2 separate regions of the Sus scrofa genome follow, and region 1 is linked to region 2. Evidence: chromatin contacts called from public promoter capture Hi-C data. All regions are on one chromosome and are shown on one strand. The core of a region is the stretch at or near the end of the contact, and the rest is flanking DNA. Distances in the headings are between cores, read along the strand shown. Region 1 holds the start of IP6K3 (inositol hexakisphosphate kinase 3). Region 2 holds the start of ITPR3 (inositol 1,4,5-trisphosphate receptor type 3).

Region 1 (4,704 bases), core at 632-3,131, 130 kb after region 2:
TGTCCCCCCCTCCCCCACCCCCGCCCTGCTTTCTCTGCAGGTTGTAGGGTGGGGGGAGCTTCCTGACATGGGTGAGGTGCATTCTGAGGAGACTCACAGGGAAGGGACCCCAAACCCAGGGCTTGCCAAGGAGGTGGGCCGTGGGCGCTGGAGAGAGTCTGAGCGGGTGTGGGAGTGGCCTTCAGCCTCCATGGGTCCTCCCAGAGCCCCGCAGATCCACCCCTCTGATCCAGCTGGGCCCCCGACCCCACCAGCTCCTGAACTGGTGAGGCCCGATGCCCATAAAGTTGACGGGTGTGGCAGCCCCGGGGAGAGTTTTGTTCTGCTCAGAGCGGGAGAAGGCTGTGGGCCGTGGTGGGCAGAGCTCTGGGAGACCCTGGCCACGGCCATCTGCAGAAGAGGGATTGGCTTTGGGGGAGCAGGGGCGCAGGGGCTGGGAGGCCTAGCCTGGCCCAGCTCCCTGCCCCTCCCCTCCCAGCCTCAGTAACTGCCCTGGACTGGGAGCTGCTGACCTGGCCGTGTTCCCCTGTCCTTTCAGTTCAGCAAGTCACTGTGGTGGGAACCCAGGTGGGAGGGTGGGAGTTGGCAGAGACGTTTGCAGATGGAAAGAGACTCAGGAGTTAAATGGAGTGACTCCTCGTTTGGATCCTGCTCTAAACGAAACATCGAAACCCATTTAGGGGCCATTGGGGAGCAACGATTATAGGAAGTGGACATTCTTAGGGGGCTGCTAACTTCGTCAGCAGGATAAGGCATGCGGGTCACATAAGAATCTGAACTGAGGTGTTTCGAGGGGAATGCAGTGATGTCCATAAATGCCTTCGAAATGCCTTAGCCGCAGGGCACCCAGTGGAGCACACACGGCAAAACTCCATCAACGGTGTAAACCCAGATGCAGGATAAACGAATGTTCATTCTGTCATTCCCTCTATTTTTTCTGTAAGCTTAAAAGTCTTCTTAGTAATAAAGGCTAAAAAAATACCTGGTAGCTTTTAAACACTCTAGAAACCTGAACCTGAATCTCGGGGGAGGGGCCCCTGTGGATGTTCTTAAGGCCCCCAGAGAGCCTGAGGACCTGGTGGGCTCAAGTTCAGGTGTCAGGTTCACCGGTGGGCGGGTGAGGGGAGGCCCCTAAAGATTCTGCCACTGCCTGGGGTGGTGACATATCACTTCCGCCCCACCCCTAGGGGGCGCCCAAGCCCAGGCCACTGCGCTGCCTGTAGGTGCTGACGTCACCTCAGTACTGGGGCCCCACGGTGTGGGGGGGTGCTGAGACAGGACATGCTGTTCCAGGGGCCTGGGGTACTGCCCATTGCTCCTGGGCCAGCTGCCCCTGTGAAGGGTTAAACCCGGAGAGGATGGGGTCCTGCCCCCAGGACCTCCGGCTCACCCCAGCCCTCCCATCCCACACAGAGACTGCGGGACGTCTAGGAAGGGGACAGTGGGAGTGACTCCAGTGGAAGGGGAACAGGAGCAAAGGACACAATTCCGACGCTGCTGAACGCACCAACCCCTCTCCCGACGCAGACACACCTCCACAGAGCAGCACGCCAGTGGCGGGCCCTGGATGGAGAAGAGGCCCATCCCCTGGGTCCCCGGTGCTACGAACAGGCCCTGGGACCATAAGGCCTCCACCCCCCATCAAAGCCCCCCCTCAACCCTTCCCCGAGGCAGCACTCACCAGAGCCTCACTCCTGGTGGGACGTGGGGAGTGGCCGTAGAAGAGAGGGGTTCCCTGGAAAGTGATTGTTTTCAGTGCTCGCTCTGTGGTTTTGGGCAAGGTTCTTCCCAGAGGCCAGCGTGGAGGGTTGCCGTCCACCGTGGCACTGGTAGAGGGGCTGCCCGGACTCAGGTTTGTCCAGAGGGCTGGGCTACGGAGGCCTGGGGGGGGGAGGTCAGCTGACCCTCAGCTGGCTGGCCGGCCAGTTGTCAGCAGGTGCTGGGCTGCTCTGGGGGCAGGGCCAGAGCTCCCAGGAGGGGGTGGGGAGGGAGAGGAGGGAGCCGTTCTGGATGGATGGGTGTCTGGATGGACGTCAGGCCCCGAGGGCCAGTTGCACCCCCCCTTCCTCAGGAGAGCCTGAGGGCAGGGGACACAATCCCCCTGGTCTCCCTGCCCCCACCCTCGCTGCCGGTTTGCCCCAGGCAGTGGCTGCTAGAGAGAAGTGTCATTGCAAGATAGTCAATCAACAATCAACTTGAGGACAATCAAGTTTTTGCAGGCCCTTGTGTGTGCTTCATCCTCTGCTGGGCTGACCAGGAATCTGCCAGAACAGGGCCTGTTGTGTTTGTGGGGTTACAGTCCAGCCTCTGACTCTGGGCCCCATCCCCCATGTTCTTGCTCTCTCAGGGGCTCGAACCCCCACCCCCTGGTCTAACAGGGCCCGGACCTGTCCTACAGCACCCGGAGAACCACTGCCCTCCCCCCATCTCCACGCCCCCGTGGAGCCCTCACTGCGGGCTGTCTGCCTCTCACGACTCACTCAACCAAGCAGGTGAGCCCGGTGGTGACACAGGGGACCTGGGACATGGGGCAGGACGAGAACCCCGGGCTCCCGGCCCTCATCCTGGCCATCCCCTGGCCACTGTCCACTCAGTGCTCTCTGCACCCACTTTGGGGCTCTGGGGGCTACGGCCCACCCATCCGGTGCCTCTTCCTGGACACCGACCTCCTTTCCAATGCCACCGTGAGTCCTCCCCAGAGTCCTCCCCACTGGACAGGGTGAGCCCCGCGGGCATGACCGGGATTCCTGGGGAATGAGGCCTGGGCTAAGGCAGAGGGAGGGGCCGGGGCCCGCGGATCACATTTCACATGGGAAAGCAATGGTCAGTCTGCCGGGCGAGCCTTGGCCTGCCAGTCCCTCACCGTCCCATATGCTGGGCTCCAGTTACGGGGCCTTGGCAAAGGGGCTGTGACTCCCTTCCCCCCGCCACTCCCCCACTCCCCTCTCCCTCCAGCCTGGACTCACATCCCTGTTCTGGGAACCTTGGAGCCACCACAGGCCGAGTGGGGGTCCCTTGGGGCACCAAGGGGACGGGACCTCCTGCCCAGAGGGCCGGGCCTGGCAGACCCTGGGATCATTCCCATACTTGCTTTCTGCGTGTATTTTGCTATAAAGAGCTGGATTCCATACTGACTTTTTTTTTGGGGGGGTGTACCCTTGGCATGTGCATATTCCTGGGCCAGGGGTCAAACCCACGCCACGGCACTGACCTGAGCTATAGTAGCGACAACATTGGATCCTTAAGCTGCTGAATCACCAGGGGACTCCCATACTGACTTCCTCTTCACTCATTTACCCAACAACATTTCCCAGCCCCTGGTGTGTCATCTAAGACCCACAGCAGTAAACAAAGCACCGGTGATCTGCGGCTTTCCATTACGCAACCGGAGAGGCTGCTCTATTTCTGTTTTCTGACTGTGGCCAAGTTCTCTCCGTTGTCATTTTCCTGAAGCTTGGCTTCGGATGCCTGCGGCTATGCCTCTTTCCGCAGCCACGGCAGGGACCCACCTCTGCCCCACGACCACTCCCGACCGCCCTCTGGACCTGGCTCCTGTCTCTCCTCCGGGAAATCCGCCCTGATCAGCGGTCGGGCTCTGTGCACCAAACATTCCAGACCGGCTCTTAGAGGCCACTGTTTAGAGGCAGGAAATGCCAGGGCCACATAAGCACACTCCAAAGATCTGAGACCCTCCCCCAAGGCGGAGGGCTGGGCTGGTCCCTCCCTGGCCTGCTCTCCCATCATCTGCCCCACCACAGCCTCGACTGATATTTGAGGACCCACCCCACCCCCACACTGCTGCCTTCCACCTGCACGTGCTGTGGATTTCACGGCAAACTGGTCCCCTTTCCTCCATCTCCATGGCCACCACCGGCTGCCTCCCGCACGAGGATGACATCAGTAGCTCCGGGTGCTGTCCTCACCTCCCCTCACACTCCTGCAGTCCTTTCTCCCCAGACTGATAACGCCCTTTCGATGCCGGCTCAAGCGTCACCTCTGCCAGGAAGCCCACCCTGACCTCCCTGACAGAGTCCGCCCCAGTGCCTTTCTTTAGAAACACTTCTCCCAGAAATGGTTGCGATTTTCCTTGTGATGGTTTGCTCCTGCGTGTTTCCCTTCCTTGAGGACAGTGACTTGGCTCGTTTTCCTTAACATTCTGTCCCCAGCACATAGCACAGCGCAAGCCTCCCAGTACCTGTTTGATGAATGAATGCGTGAGTGGATGATTGCGTGAACAGGTCCTGGGTCTCTGCTTCCCCTCCCAGCCTCTCCATCTTGCTTTCACAGCAGAGGGAGTGTGGGGTCAGGAGCCTTCGGTGGCCCCGGGCATGGCCTTGACCTGGTCACTGTGACATCCTTCCTTGGCTCTCTCTCCGCCCCCCGCGGCCCCGCCACTGCCCCCATGACCCAGTTTTCCGACTCTAGTGATGACAACAACCCTTGGTGTTCCAGGACGTGTCATCACCCCTTTCCCACAGAATAAACATCGAGGCAGCCTTGGACGCAGCTGACCAGCCCAGGTTCCAGCCAGAGCTTCCGCCCGCTCCTCCCTGAGCTAGGCCCCCTCCCGTGGCACCCCAGCCTGGCTTACAGGCCTCCCCTTCCTGCTCTTCCCCACCCTGGCCACGTGGGGGCCCCCAAGTCAAGGGGCAGACGCTGCCACCCCCTTCCCCTGTATTGGAAGGGGTCCCATTTTATAGCTTG
Region 2 (4,824 bases), core at 83-2,582:
GGGTCATAAGGGTAAGTATTGTTTGTGAAACTATTGTTTGGCTTATATATAGAGAAGGTGGGACTGGCCCGATGTAAAATTTATTTGCTACGGTGCCTCCTGGTGCAAAGATTGTAAAACATTGAGCTCAGCAATGGAGTTCAGAGGTGGCCTCCTCTCCCTCGAGGATTCTGGGGGTCTTTGTGGACGAACCACACTCCAGGGGCTCCTCTCCCTCCCGTGGGTCAGCAGCTGTCTCTGCTCTATGCCTCACCCCTCTCGGGTCTTTCTTTTCCTGCTTCAGTCCTCAGTCCCTACTCCCTTTCTCCCAGGGACCAGCCCCCCTTCCCATGAAGTCAGGGTGGGGGTGGGGGGCGTCGGAGGGATTGAATGGGGGTGGCAGTGGGCACTCTATCCCAGATGCTAAACTAAAAGGACTGGTAAGCAAACACCCGGGAACAGAACATAAAGTGGGCGAGCCCGGCCGTGCGCTGGAGGGCAGGACTTGGTGAGCAAGAGCTTGGCTGAGACACCGCAGCGGGTCACTCCCAGGGGGCCGGCACCGGCCTTGGCAAGGTTGGCGCTCGTGTGTGCTATTAACTAGGAAGGTACTTTCACTCCTGCCACCTCCCCCCTTGGAAAAAAAAAAAAAGGAAAGAAAGACAGAAGGAGCCAAGAGTTCCGGAGCCAACTCCTGGAGAGGGAGCGGCTGAACTGATTCGGAAGCTGGATCTCTTTGTACACAGGAATGCGGAGAGAAAAAACAAAACCCACCCCATTGCTTCACTTCCCCTCCGAGCCCGAGCACTTTCTATTGTGCAATGAAAAGGCTTTTCACGTTGAGAAAAATGAATCCCAATTTGCGCTGCGAAGTAATGAGCGCGCCTCTCCGCTCGAGACGGCTCTCAGCTGGGCGCGGAGACGGCGCAGTGGCCGGAGGGCGACCGCGGCCGGGGCGCTTCGGAACACAGCCCCCGCGCGCGGCTCGTGGTGGAGTCCCCCTTCCCCGGGCGGCGGCGCCGACTCTCAGCGACCCGCGGGCCGACGCGGAGAGTGTGGAAGCTTCGAGGGCGGAGAGCCCCCGCTACAGCTGGGCCTCCCGGGGATGGCGGGTTGGCGAGTCCGGCCGGACACTCGCCAGAGCTGGGACTCTGTCCCGGGAACCCTCGGAGTCTCGCGGGGCGGGCGGCCCGGCCCGGGACCCGCCAGGGGCGCTGGAGGCGGGCGGGCGCACGTGGGTGCCGGCGGGCGGGCCGCGGCGGGGTGCGGGGGGCGGGGTGTGGCTTCCCCGCCTCCCGGGCGAGATTTGCATGTGTGTGTGGCGGCCCCAGACTTCCTGCTCTTTTACGCCGCAGGTACGCGCGGGCCGGCCGGCCGGGCTGGCGGGCGGCGGTGCGCCGAGACGCGGGCACCTCCTCCCCCGGACACCAGCACCGGCTCCCGGGCCGTGCCGCGCCGCCTTCCGCCCCGCGGGCTGCTAGTCCGCCCCGGCCGCGCTGAGCGCCCGGCTCCGAGTTGGGGGCGCGCCGCTCTCGGCCTCCTTGGTCCTCTCGGCCCTCTGCCCCAAGCCTGGCCGCGCGCCCCTGGGCGCCCCTACCGCCTCGGCTCCCCGGAGGGCCGCAGCCATGAGCGAGATGTCCAGTTTCCTCCACATCGGGGACATCGTTTCCCTGTACGCCGAGGGTTCCGTCAATGGCTTCATCAGCACTTTGGGGTGAGTGAGCCGAGTTCAAGGGGGTGCGGGCGGGGAGGGGGCGAGTGGGCTCCCATGCCAGTTGCGTGCGTCCTGCCGCCTCCCTCCGACGGAGGACCTGGGCGTCCCCAACCTCCAGGAGCTGGGGAACGGCTCGCCTCCTTTTAGAGAAAGGAAGTGAGATATTTGCCCAGGTAGGAGTCGGGCGCCCTGCCGGAGCTGGCGGGAGGCGCCCTCTCCGCGAAGCCGCCACTCTCGCGCGCTCGCCTTTCTTCAGAAGGGGCGGGGACGCCGAAACTTCCTCTGCAGGTGGTCCCAGTGCGGGGGGCAGGTGGGTGGCTGGGGCTTCAGCTGAGGAAAGGCATCCGGGCCTGGACGTGACCAGCTCCGGGGTGGGGCGGAGCTGCGGGGGTGGGCGGCTCACCCCGGAGCCCTCTAGTTATAGACCCGTCGCACCTTTGAGGGGACGCAGTTTTTCCTCCCAGGATTTCCCCGTCCTGCCCCCGCCCCCCGCCGCCGCCCCCCGCGCGCCAGGGGTATCTTCCCAGCCCTTCTCTTCCAGACGTCCCAGGTCCCCACGCTGCCACCTCCCCCGCCCGGTCAATTTCCTGCGCAGCTCATCTGGCGCCCCTGGGTCCCTGGTCCCCCGGATCTCTGGAGCACTTTACAAACATTAATTAATTCTGGCCGCCACCCCCCAGGGTCTGGATAAGCAAAGAATCAGCTCAAGTCCCAGGAGAGGGCCAGGCCTGAAGCAGGCACAGGGCCGGGAAACAACTAGAGAGAATGGTTTATCTTCAAGAGGAGCAGTTGAGTGAATGGCTGCGGATGGGAGCTTGTGTGGTTTCTCCCCATCTTCAGCCAGGCCTCAGGGCACCGCCTGCTCCTTTGTCACATTTTCAGTCTGGGACTTGTATTGAATCGTCTCATCTTCCCCACCACACCCAGCCAAGTTTTTAGGATAAACCCATCCCCTTCTGCTGCTCCTACTGGGGATGCAACCAGCTACAAGGAGCCTCGTACAAGGAGGGGGATGGCCTTGGCGCCCTCAGCCCTGGGGTGGCTCCCCAAGCCCAGAGGTGGTGGGGGGTCACCTGGCTCCCTCCCTTGGTGGCTTGTTGGGAGTTTAGCTTTAGGCGGGTAAGGAAGGGAATCCACTAAGATGGATGGTGGATGGGCCGGGCCCACAGGGGCTTCTCACTGGCAATTCCAGCCTAGCTTGCTCCCCTTATCTCTGCACCCTCCGGGCGCTTGGTGCTGGTGGGGCCTCCCCAGCCCCGGGGAGCTGACTTCTGCCTGCCTGCTTTCCCAGAGGAAGGGGGTGAGCCACATCTGGCCAGGTTCTGTGCCCCCCCCATCCCCCAGGGAACCGGCTGTTGCATGAGGGGAGGCACAGAGAAGGAGCAGAGAGTACAGGGCTGTGGGGGGCATGGAGGCTGGTGGTGGAAGCCCCCCTCCTTGGGTCTGAACAGTGCTGGGGCTTTGGGGAATAATCAGCTTCTCTGTTGCCCAGTGCTTGGCTCAGGCCTGAGCCCATAGTGGGGGCTTTTTAAGCATCTGATAGGTCTGACCCAATCAAGGGAAACATTCCGCCTCCCATACAGGCTGCCCCCCCCAAGAATTCCCTTCTGTTACTTCCTAGCAGCTCTGTCCCGCCTTGGCCTTCCTGCCCCAGGAGGGAAGGCCACTTCCGCTGACCAGTTTGATCGGGGGCAGGGCCCAGTGACCTCTGAGAGGCCTTCTGCCCCTGGTGTCCTTCCCTGGGCAGACACCTCCAGCAGCTCCCAACCTTCCTGACACCCCCCACCCCGAAATCTTTGCTCTTTCTTTCCCACCTCCCCCTCCACACCTGGACACCCGTGGGGGGGGCGCTGGGGGGCACTATATATACTACCGGAATTCCTGGAACCTACCCCAGGCTCTTGCTCTCTGTCTCTTTACCTTTTTTTTTTTTTTTTTTTTTGTCTTATTGCCATTTCTTGGGACGCTCCCGCAGCATATGGAGGTTCCCAGGCTGGGGGTCTAATCGGAGCTGCAGCCACGGGCCAACACCAGAGCCACAGCAACGTGGGATCCGAGCCGTGTCTGTGATCTACACCACAGCTCATGGCAACGCCGGATCGTTAACCCACTGAGCAAGGCCAGGGACCGAACCCGCAACCTCATGGTTCCCAGTCGGATTAGTTAACCACTGCGCCACGATGGGAACTCCTGTCTCTTTACCTTTGCTCCTGTGTTGCCCCCCTGCCCTTCAGCCAGTCTACACCTGGGTAAAACCAACCTACCTCTAAGACCTAGTGCCAGTGGCCTCTTGTGAGATCCAGCCCCCCCCCGGCAGAATTAACCCCTTTCCCCCCTGTGCTTCTGGCTGCTTTCTACAAGTCCCTCTCTTGTGTTACTGGTATTGTTTTCCAGTTAGTTGGAGGGTTTTTTTAGGGGCATCTAATGCTGGGCACTTGGCCAGGGTTAACTAACTAATGGCACCATCCGTCCACTCAGGCACTGTAGTGGGCCCGGGGTGAATATGGGAGCCGTGGTTCCCCCTTCTTCAGAAATTGAGTCAATGAGAGAATGATTTCTAAACACTAAGTCATCCGCTGCTCAAAGTGTAGTCCTTGGTCCTCGGTGTCACAGTGAAGCTTGTTACAGAACATACAAAGTCTCGGAGCTCCCTGGTGGCTCAGTGGGTTAAGGATCTGGCATTGTCGCTGCTGTGGCTCATGTCACTGTTGTCATGTGGGTTCGATCCCTGGCCCGGGAAGTTCTGCATGATTTATGCACAGCCTAAAAGAAAAGAAAATACAGAATCTCAGACCCTTGCCTGTCCTACTGAGTCAGAATCTGCACTTTGATCCCCAGGGGATTTGATGCCTTAAAGAGAAGCCTTGCTCTAAGTGATTCCCTCTCTGCTCTGTCCTCGCTGGCATCTTTCTGCCTCCATCCTCAACTCTGGCCCCTTCACCTTCCCCTGGCTGTTGGTTCCGTGTCTGCGGACCCTGCAGGCTGACTGGACCGAGTTCCCAGGACCCGCCCAGTGGTGGTGTCCAAGAGGTGCCCAGTCAGGGCTGCAGGAAGTGAATTTGACAGTGGGCGGTGGGGCTGGCTCAGCTGGGAGGGGAGGGGGGCGCTGGTAGGGGAGGGGGTCTGGGGCA

The links. Promoter capture Hi-C pulls out the DNA fragments that hold promoters and counts their contacts.
Region 1: a contact with region 2 is called in a promoter capture Hi-C map of fetal liver, with 2.1 times the contacts expected there. The contact joins the promoter of IP6K3 here to the promoter of ITPR3 in region 2. A contact is called at or near these places in 1 of 5 promoter capture datasets (fetal liver), 1 of 47 Hi-C or Micro-C datasets (embryonic fibroblasts) and 1 of 2 datasets of contacts at active chromatin or transcription factors (alveolar macrophages).

What each region holds. Positions count from the first base shown.
Region 1 is chr7:29,959,639-29,964,342 of Sscrofa11.1, forward strand. It overlaps IP6K3 (inositol hexakisphosphate kinase 3), which reads right to left and starts at 1,882. Exons shown (of 6, transcript XM_021098605.1): 1 at 1,682-1,882.
Region 2 is chr7:29,834,590-29,839,413 of Sscrofa11.1, forward strand. It overlaps ITPR3 (inositol 1,4,5-trisphosphate receptor type 3), which reads left to right and starts at 1,333. Exons shown (of 58, transcript XM_013977794.2): 1 at 1,333-1,693. The coding sequence starts at 1,605.